3 separate regions of the Mus musculus genome follow, and regions 2 and 3 are each linked to region 1. A link is a contact called in public promoter capture Hi-C data. All regions are on one chromosome and are shown on one strand. Each heading gives the region's core, a stretch centred on a gene start, on an enhancer-like site or on the middle of the called end of the contact. The rest is flanking DNA. Distances are from core to core; before and after follow the strand shown. Region 1 holds the start of Ldah (lipid droplet associated hydrolase). Region 2 overlaps Gm33037 (a long non-coding RNA gene). Region 3 overlaps Gm33037 (a long non-coding RNA gene).

Region 1 (2,700 bases), core at 21-2,520:
AGTGAAATCAGAAACATAAATCACCTAGATGCTACATCGTAGATGCATATCCAAGAATTAAAAGAAATCCTGCACCAATGCATTCTGTCATGTAGTCTATGGATGAAAGAAGGATGGAACAGATACCCAGAAAGACGCCCTTGATATGTCAGTAGTCCTTTAACAGCATTACTGGCAGGAAATTTACACACATAAAACTGACACCACTTGGTACATATCCTATGGTCACCGTAACATAATCATTTACTTTTATGTATTTATATCTCCAAACTCTAGTGATCACTTGTTAATACTGACCACACTGAAATGCTAAGGGTTTAAAAATTAGTTCATGAAAAACTCTTAACACAATGAATATCTTTTTCTATATTCATTAAATGTTACCTATTGGATGTGGAAAGTAGAAGTGATAAAAAAGGGTTATGAAGATATTTATCGGTTTACATTCCACAGCTAGTTGGATGTTGGTTCAGTAGTTATGAGCACTAACTCCTTTTCCACAGGATTTAGGATTGATTCTCAGCACCCACATGGTGACCCATAGGCTTATGTGGTTCAGGTCCCAGGGAACCCAGTGCCCTCTTCCAGCGTCCATAGGCTCCAGGCTACTAATATACAAAAAGATTTTTAAGTTAAAATATAAGTGATGTTGGTACTATCACCGAGGTGCTGGATACAAGCGCAAAGCTTTTCCATGTGTGATAATTACTATGGGTTTTTTTTTTCTTTCTTTCTAAGTTCCATGCTTCTTCTGGCTATAATACTGCCATATTGGCGACAGTATTTTGGGGGACAGAAATACACTGATTGCCTACAATTGTACCAAGTGTTGAGGATACTATCTTGAAGTTTGTAGTAAGCTGGAAATAGCTCTGGAAGGTCGCATTATCCTGAATATGAAACTGAATACTATATGAAGTTGAATACTAGCACTAAGGTCAGCTGAGAGTCAACTTTCCTGTGATCATGAGTCAGGAATGAAAAGCAACTGGTGGTGGAAGAAAGGAAAAGTGGGCAGATGGGGGGGGGGGGGGGAATGAAAGAACCTCCAAAGAGAGGAAAAACTCGTTTACCAAAACGACAAAGAACAGAGAGCGGGTAAAATTCAGGTGGTATGCTAGAAACGCTCTATGTGCTGCTCCCAGCAATCTCGCTGACTATAAACCACCTACCCATCAAGCTGCCACCCAAACTCTCACACGGGAGATCCTTGCAAAGCGTTCTACGGGTCCCGACTTCCGGGACCGGCGCGGCGCGGCGCTGTGACGTCAGTACAGGCGGAACTTCCGGGTCTGGTGAGGCTTTGCCGAGACGTCGGCGGACGACCCCAATACCTTGTGAGTGGGCAGGTGAGGTGATGCTGCCAGTACTGTGTGGTTTGTCTGAGGAAGGGCACGTGGGCTGCGCATGGGGTGGTGCTAGGATAACTGAGCTGCCATCACCCCGCGTGCACAGCCGCTAGGCCGTGCGGTACGCGATGGCACTACACTCGCCCGACCTGTGGCCAGGTCGCCAGAGGCTCCCTGGGTAAGGATAAGCCAATGCGCTGGCAGCCAGCCTTCTAGAAATAAATCCAAGTCTGCGCTGGGGCTCCCCAGGCATCTGTGGTCGACACTGTCCCTCGTGGATTCTCCTGAGAAATCTGCTGACATTAAAATTACCTTTACCCTTGCATATGATGTGTTGTTTCACTGCTTTTAACTTTTTTTTTTATTTTAGTTTTACAAAATGCATGGCTTCTAATAGTATAGTATACATTTCCCCAGCTTGAGAAGCTCAGCTTCTTGAATCTGTAGATTTATGCCCTTCCCAATTTTGAGAAGTTTCCAGATACTCTTTCTTAAAACGTGTGTTTTAGCCCCACATTGCCTTCTCTGAAACTCTAGTTGCATGAATTTTAGGTCATTTGTCATTGTAGTACAAGTCCCGGGGCTACTGCTGAGTTTTTAGACTGTTTCCCACCAATTCAGGTTTGTAAATTTTGTGGATCTATCCACGTTCTCTCATCTCGTTCTTTGTTGATACTACTCTGCTGATAATCCACCCCATAAGTTTTGTTCTTTCAATTATTACTTTTAAATTCCTTGCTCTTGTTTCTTATATAATATTTATGGTAGCTTCTGACCTTTAGTGTGCTCTTACATTTTTCTGGGCTTTGCTGTCTTCTTAGAAGAATATTTTAATCAAGCTCTTTCTTACTTTGGGAAACTATTACATTCCAGGTGCCTTCAACATTTTTCTAAACTACTTTGATGAAGAAGTTGGAATGTTAGTAGGAGAGACTTTTAAGATCATCATGGGCAAAATATCAGGTCACTTTTTCTGAAACGTTGTATTGTATGCCTGTGTCATAAAGGGTCAATATGCTTATCAGTGTGTTGTGAGCTAATGCTATGTGACTAGTGAGGTGAGGTCCTAAGAGGTGAGGCAACTTTGTTCTCAACCTCAGGAGGCAGCCTACATGCACTGCAAGAACCTATTAAAATTGGCCATGTGAAAAGATTAAATATGAATTAAATATAAGATTATGTGTTCAACCTATTTTTGTTTTAGAGCATTCATTGTTAAGCTTATCAATAAAGGTACTTCCAGATGACCCCTGTCCCAGTGAACAAGTCAAAGCCAGCTGTTGAGTTTTTCTTAGCTAACTCTACTTTGGATTGTTCCAAAACTGCCTGTGCTGTACTCTATAAATTTCTA
Region 2 (2,721 bases), core at 93-2,592, 98 kb before region 1:
ATCCCAGGATTCTTGGAGCAAAGCTATTACCAAGGAGGTCAATTTCCAGAAGCTAAGGGAAGAAAGTTCCTCTGCCTAGTGTAAGTGGGTGTTCACCTGACAAGAGGATTCTGGAAAAAAGGCATTGTTGCCACAGAGAGAACCAGTCCCCCATTCTGAAACTGACGAAACCAGTGTTGCTTCCTGCTGAACTCAGCTTCCCATTTCCAGACGGCAGGCCACCCTTCCACCCCAAGGCTCCTGCCTCTCTCTTTGATTTCACTCCTGGCCACCTCTACCCTATCCTTCAACTTGTACACACCACACACACCCTTACTACCCAGCCTTCCAGAAAAGCGGGCTAAGTTCAACATTTCCCAAGTCTTTCCCAACACTCTTGGCTCCTTTTTCTCCTTCTAGCTAATTACTTAAATTTGCTCTCAGGCTCGCCTGCTCAGACAGCCCAGTGGAGGGGACCATTCGTTTTGTGTACTGGAAGTCAGGGAAGCTGACAGAAGAAATCACAGCATGCACAAGAATTGTCCAGAAAGAGGTGTGGAAGCAGCTCAGGCTAGAAAAGCAAGGGCTGGAGATACACAAGCACCACCACAATTCAAAGGGGGGGGGGGGGCTGAAGCACACGAGGAGGGGCATTCAGGACAGAGATGAACTTTGGAGTCTTTGGACAGAAGCTCCTGAGCACTGGGATCTAATGGAAAGAGCAATGAAGACCTTTGCAACAACTTAGACATTTGTGGCATGAGTTTGGATTTGGATTTGAAAAAGGAAGGTTATGCAGGGGGTCGGTGTAACAACAGATGTCTGTGAGCGAGAAGAGAACAGAAGCTCCAACCAGCATGGAATCCGTGGCGCTTGCCACCTGCCCTAGCAGCATCTAGGAAGTGTTCCACAGGAAGTTCCAAGGAACCGCACTGGCCAGCCAGGGACAAGCCCTGCCCTGCTGTGCCCAAGGTCTCCGATTGATAATCTAATTCAGTACTAAGCCTATGGAACTCTATAAAGCTCAAAATTGTAAACACAGCATATGGAATTTCAGACTTTGCAGAAGCAAGCTCCTGTGGTGGAAGAAAATGGGATAGAAGCTGAAAAAAAAATAGAACAGAAAATAGGTCTTCATGCCAGTGTGGTTGAGGCCAGGGGCTGTACACCTGAGGTTCTCAGAAGTATTTCATAACAACTTGGAGGAACAGAAAGAAGAAAAAGAGAGAATGAGGCTCAGGAAGGCTAGGCTGTCAAAGACTAGCAGGCTGAAAGCCAAGGGTCTGTGTTCTCCAAAACAGAAAAGGCTATTTGTTACGAAATGTCCTGGGAGCGATTGCCCACTGAGATAGCAAGAAGAGAGGGAAATAAAACTTCAAACAGAGTTTAATGTCTGAGCTCAGCGGATTGGGTGGTAAGGCAGGCTGCTTGGTGTGAGAGAGCAGAGCCCCAGCAAACGATCAGGCAGCTTGCTGCCTGCAGAGTGGCTCAGAATTCATTCTCTTTCTCCTTACAGACACAATCTCTGAACAAAATGGTACTGTTACCTACCAGAGTCCATAGAGCACCACATTATTTCTAGGCCACCTAATAAAACATAATGAGACAGCGATAACCAGGAAGTCTCTAGATGTTAGGACTTCTCCCCAAACTTCCAGAGGGATAAGGCTGTGATGACCAAGAGTCAACACTTAGCCCTAATCTGTGTTATGGGTGGGGGTGGGGCCTGTTGAGGAATAACATCACCATTCTAAAACCCAACAGGAGATGAGGATGAGCCTGATGCACCCACAAAGAGAAACCAGCTTTTCCTTCAGGTTTACCAGTCAGAAGTCAGCAGTCACTGGTCTCCATGGTCCTTTTATAGACATGGCAAGATAAATCCTGAGCTAGAGAGACTCCAAGGCCCTTGGGGAGTCACTCAGTGTCTCTGTGCATCATGTGTGAAACAGAAACAAGTTGTTCCCTCCTCCCTCCAACAATAGTGGCCTGAAGAAGCCCGAGAGAACACATACCAAGCACAAAGGGGAAAACCTTTGAGACTGGAATTTGGTAGAAGTCTGAAGTCTGACCCCACACCCAGCACTATCTTTGGTCTCTGGCAAATTACTAAAAAGACTAATTCTGCAGCCCCAGAAAAGGCCTTCTCTTCTGAGCTCCTATTTCACAACAGATAAAAACACAGCCATCCTTCCTTGACTATCAGAATTGGGTAGAAAACCTGACAGGATAACAGATGGGAAAGAAGTAGAAGTAGTTCCAGACAACTGCAGAATGTGTAGCAACTGTGGCTAAAATCTGCAGTGTTGAATTCTCATGGAAACAGAGGCAAGGACTTCCTGTGACTGGAGGAAGTAGAGGCTAGTTCCACTTTGATCAAAGGATATCTTGGCTCCCCTCCAGGCTCTCCAGGCTTTGTCAGCTGCCATTCTTCTGTCCCAGCCACATGGCCCACACAGCCCACAGACGACACTTCCCAGTGACCCATGAGCTATCAGCTGATCTCACTGGCAGTGGTGCTGATGGACATCTGTCCGCCTCTCTGCTTTGATGTGGGAGCTCGTAATTGTTTCCTGAGTGACTGGACCAGCTCCATGGTGTTTCCCTTCAGTGGGATGAGCAGCTATGCCACTAAATAAAACCATCTTTGAAATCGGCTTTCAGAAGGTACTGTCTGGAAAGGACCTTGTTCATTTTTCTTTCGATTCAGGGTCATGGCCATAATTCCAGCTCCAATATATC
Region 3 (2,700 bases), core at 186-2,685, 120 kb before region 1:
CACGCATTTACACACACACACACACACACACACACACACACACACACACACACACACACACATTACTCAGTTAAGTGTATCCTGATAGCAGCTATACTCCTCTAACTTCTCCAGGAGAATTGATTTTCTTGCTGAGTAGGGCTAGTTATTTTCCCACAAAGGAATCCAATAGCCAATGGAGGTTCTCCAGGAATGATGAGATAGATATTTATTTGGGGGTGGGGGAGCATAAAGAATAGATATTACAGCAGGAATTCTCAAAGAAAGCAGGCTTCAGACAGATCCTGAGATCAGATATATCCTGCATGATCCATTTAGGCCAGGTCCTAGAGCTCCCACAATTCCCAGGGGTTCTAAGCATAGGTTGGGGCCTAAGACCAAGAAGAAGGAAAGAATGAAGTATGTCCTCTTAGAGCTTGACAAACGCTGTGGACTCCTTAGAAGTGACCTAGCAGTGCTTTGTCCTACAGTCCCTGTCCTGGAGAAAGCCCAGTCTCCCAAGGAATACAGCCATAATATCCCTGCACCTAGAAGCAGTTCCTTACCCAGATACAGCTTCCCCTGCCTCAAACACCAGAGTGTGCTCATAAACTTTGCTCTGCTCTGCCCATTTTTGCTCAAATTCTGTGTAGTCAGCTTCACAAAGGCACTTTGTGGCACAATTTAACAAGACTGTCAGATTTTAGCTTAGTTATTTTCTTTTTTCCAAAACTTCTTAGGCACCCATTATGCTGTTTCTTTGAGGATGTTCAGACCATCCAATTTATCCTTCCATTCCACAGACTTTTCTTTAATTATCAGGGATATACAGCAATTAATGGAATATGAAGAACAATGTTGTCTCGGAGGAGGGGGGCCACAACAAGATCGTTAATGAGAACTTTGTAAAAGTCACATGTTAGGCAAGCTGAAAGGGGCATGATGATCCTTACCAGGCCCCCAGTCCCTGGAATCCGAATCACAAGGGCTCACACCCTTTGCTGACATACACACCCTGCCCACAGGAGGCTGAGGAGAAAAGGAAGCACCAATTCCTAGGAACCCTGGGAAAACTGCCACACAGCCCTCACTGGAGTTGTTTCTCAACTGCCTGACAGAGGATTCCAGAGCTGGCAAGAGGCAGGGCACCTCTGATTTCCTTCCATCCTTCCATTCTACAACCCATTGGTCTTGCTGTATCCAGGGATTCCCTGAAGAACATAAGGGATACTTTGGGATTTCAACTCCACAGTCCTTTTAAGTGGGTTCCATGGGGTCTGGGCAACCGAAAGGACCAACAGCACTTCCTTCTCAGGTTCTGGGTTGCAAAAGGTGAAGAGAACCATACGAATTCTACAGTTCATGTTTCACTTTAGATTAGAAGAAAAACCGCAGAAAAATAAGCCGTGTCAATCATCCCTGCTGTGTAAACAAGTGGTTAATAAGTCATGAGACAGTTTGCACTTTTTTTTTTTTTTCCTGGAATGGCCAGTGACAATGCGCCAAAGCCAAACCTTCTCTTTCATAGCTATTTGAAAAAAAGAACAAGGAAAGCTTTTGTGTCCCCTCTGGGAGCTGCAATAGCCAGTCCCTAGCTCCCTGAACAGCCTAGCTGGGTAATAAGCCTGTGGCTGGGCATCCTAGAGCTGGCTCTGGAGTCCAGCAACTGCCTGCAGTAGGCTGGGGTAAAGGCCCAAGAGTCCTGGCTCCCCTAAGGCTTCTTAGGGGAGTCCTTAGAGGCAGGACTAGAGTTGCCTCTTGAGAGTGTTATCAGCTCAGAAGGCACCTCTGTGATGAGAAAAAGGCAGGCTTATCATCACTGGGGTGAAACGGCACCTTGGCAGGAAGTCAAAGTCTTGTGAAAATTAGAAAAAGGTGCCTGTGCCTCCAGATCATTTGTCTCCAAACCTCATCTGTCAAGGTCAATGATTTGGGCTTTGCAGACAATGAGAGCCCTCTCACAGCGACTCAATGTTCTGTTATAACAGAAAGCAAAGGCAGCCACAAACAGGAAACGGGATAACATGTTCCAAAACGACTTTAGTCTGTAGAGATAGTAGACCTGGGCATAACATGTTCCAAAATGACTTTAGTCTGTAGAGATAGTAGACCTGGGCATAACATGTTCCAAAATGACTTTAGTCTGTAGAGATAGTAGACCTGGGCATAACATGTTCCAAAATGACTTTATTTAATCTATAGAGATAGTAGACCTGGGCATAACATGTTCCAAAACGGCTTTAATCTATAGAGATAGTAGACCTGGGCATAACATGTTCCAAAACGGCTTTAATCTGTAGAGATAGTAGACCTGATTTGACTCATGAACCATAGGTTGCCTGCCCCTGCTTTGAAAAGATGCAGTTCATAGCCAGGGCTGGCACATGGAACAAAGGCGAATGGCCATCCTTCCTTACCCTTAGACTGATCCCACAGCCCTATCGATGGTGGCGGTCCTGCCCTCAAACGCCCAGAGTGCCAGTGACTACAAAGGACAGTTCTTTGGGCCTGGGATGGAAACCCCAGGGATCCTCAGCATCCTTTATGCATAATTTGTTTTCAGTTGTTGTTCTGACTCTCCAGTCCTGGAGTTGTGCCATCAGAAGGCCAGTCCTACAAACTGAAAGCCATCTCCCATGCCACTGAGTAAGCCCAAACTTGTAAACTGCACTAAGCCCAGGTTGTAAGCCAGACTCCTGTTACTTGAGAGTCAAGGAGAAG

What was found. Promoter capture Hi-C pulls out the DNA fragments that hold promoters and counts their contacts.
Region 2: a contact with region 1 is called in a promoter capture Hi-C map of 3T3-L1-derived adipocytes, with 3 times the contacts expected there. The contact joins the enhancer-like site here to the promoter of Ldah in region 1. A contact is called at or near these places in 3 of 39 promoter capture datasets (3T3-L1-derived adipocytes and liver), 5 of 484 Hi-C or Micro-C datasets (embryonic fibroblasts, liver, nephron progenitors and 1 more) and 1 of 115 datasets of contacts at active chromatin or transcription factors (embryonic stem cells).
Region 3: a promoter capture Hi-C map of liver shows a contact between it and region 1. The contact joins the enhancer-like site here to the promoter of Ldah in region 1. A contact is called at or near these places in 5 of 39 promoter capture datasets (the 3T3-L1 cell line, 3T3-L1-derived adipocytes and liver), 4 of 484 Hi-C or Micro-C datasets (the MC3T3-E1 cell line, embryonic fibroblasts, liver and 1 more), 4 of 115 datasets of contacts at active chromatin or transcription factors (bone marrow-derived macrophages, embryonic stem cells, neural progenitor cells and 1 more) and 2 of 9 other capture datasets (adipose tissue and pancreatic islet).

The regions. Positions count from the first base shown.
Region 1 is chr12:8,206,856-8,209,555 of GRCm38.p6, forward strand. It overlaps Ldah (lipid droplet associated hydrolase), which reads left to right and starts at 1,271. Exons shown (of 7, transcript NM_001364261.1): 1 at 1,271-1,349. It overlaps Gm33037 (a long non-coding RNA gene), which reads right to left and starts at 1,278. Exons shown (of 4, transcript XR_381233.4): 1 at 1,173-1,278.
Region 2 is chr12:8,109,214-8,111,934 of GRCm38.p6, forward strand. The region is part of intron 1 of Gm33037 (a long non-coding RNA gene); the gene reads right to left. Among named protein-coding and RNA genes, the nearest start is that of Ldah, 98 kb to the right of the region's middle. Within about 2 kb of position 1,343, at least 16 of the 459 cell types and tissues checked have an H3K27ac peak or open chromatin away from gene starts, as enhancers often do. A contact at or near this core is called in 3T3-L1-derived adipocytes and uterus, where this site is marked.
Region 3 is chr12:8,088,661-8,091,360 of GRCm38.p6, forward strand. The region is part of intron 1 of Gm33037 (a long non-coding RNA gene); the gene reads right to left. Among named protein-coding and RNA genes, the nearest start is that of Apob, 110 kb to the left of the region's middle. Within about 2 kb of position 1,436, at least 49 of the 459 cell types and tissues checked have an H3K27ac peak or open chromatin away from gene starts, as enhancers often do. A contact at or near this core is called in 3T3-L1-derived adipocytes, adipose tissue, liver and 1 more, where this site is marked.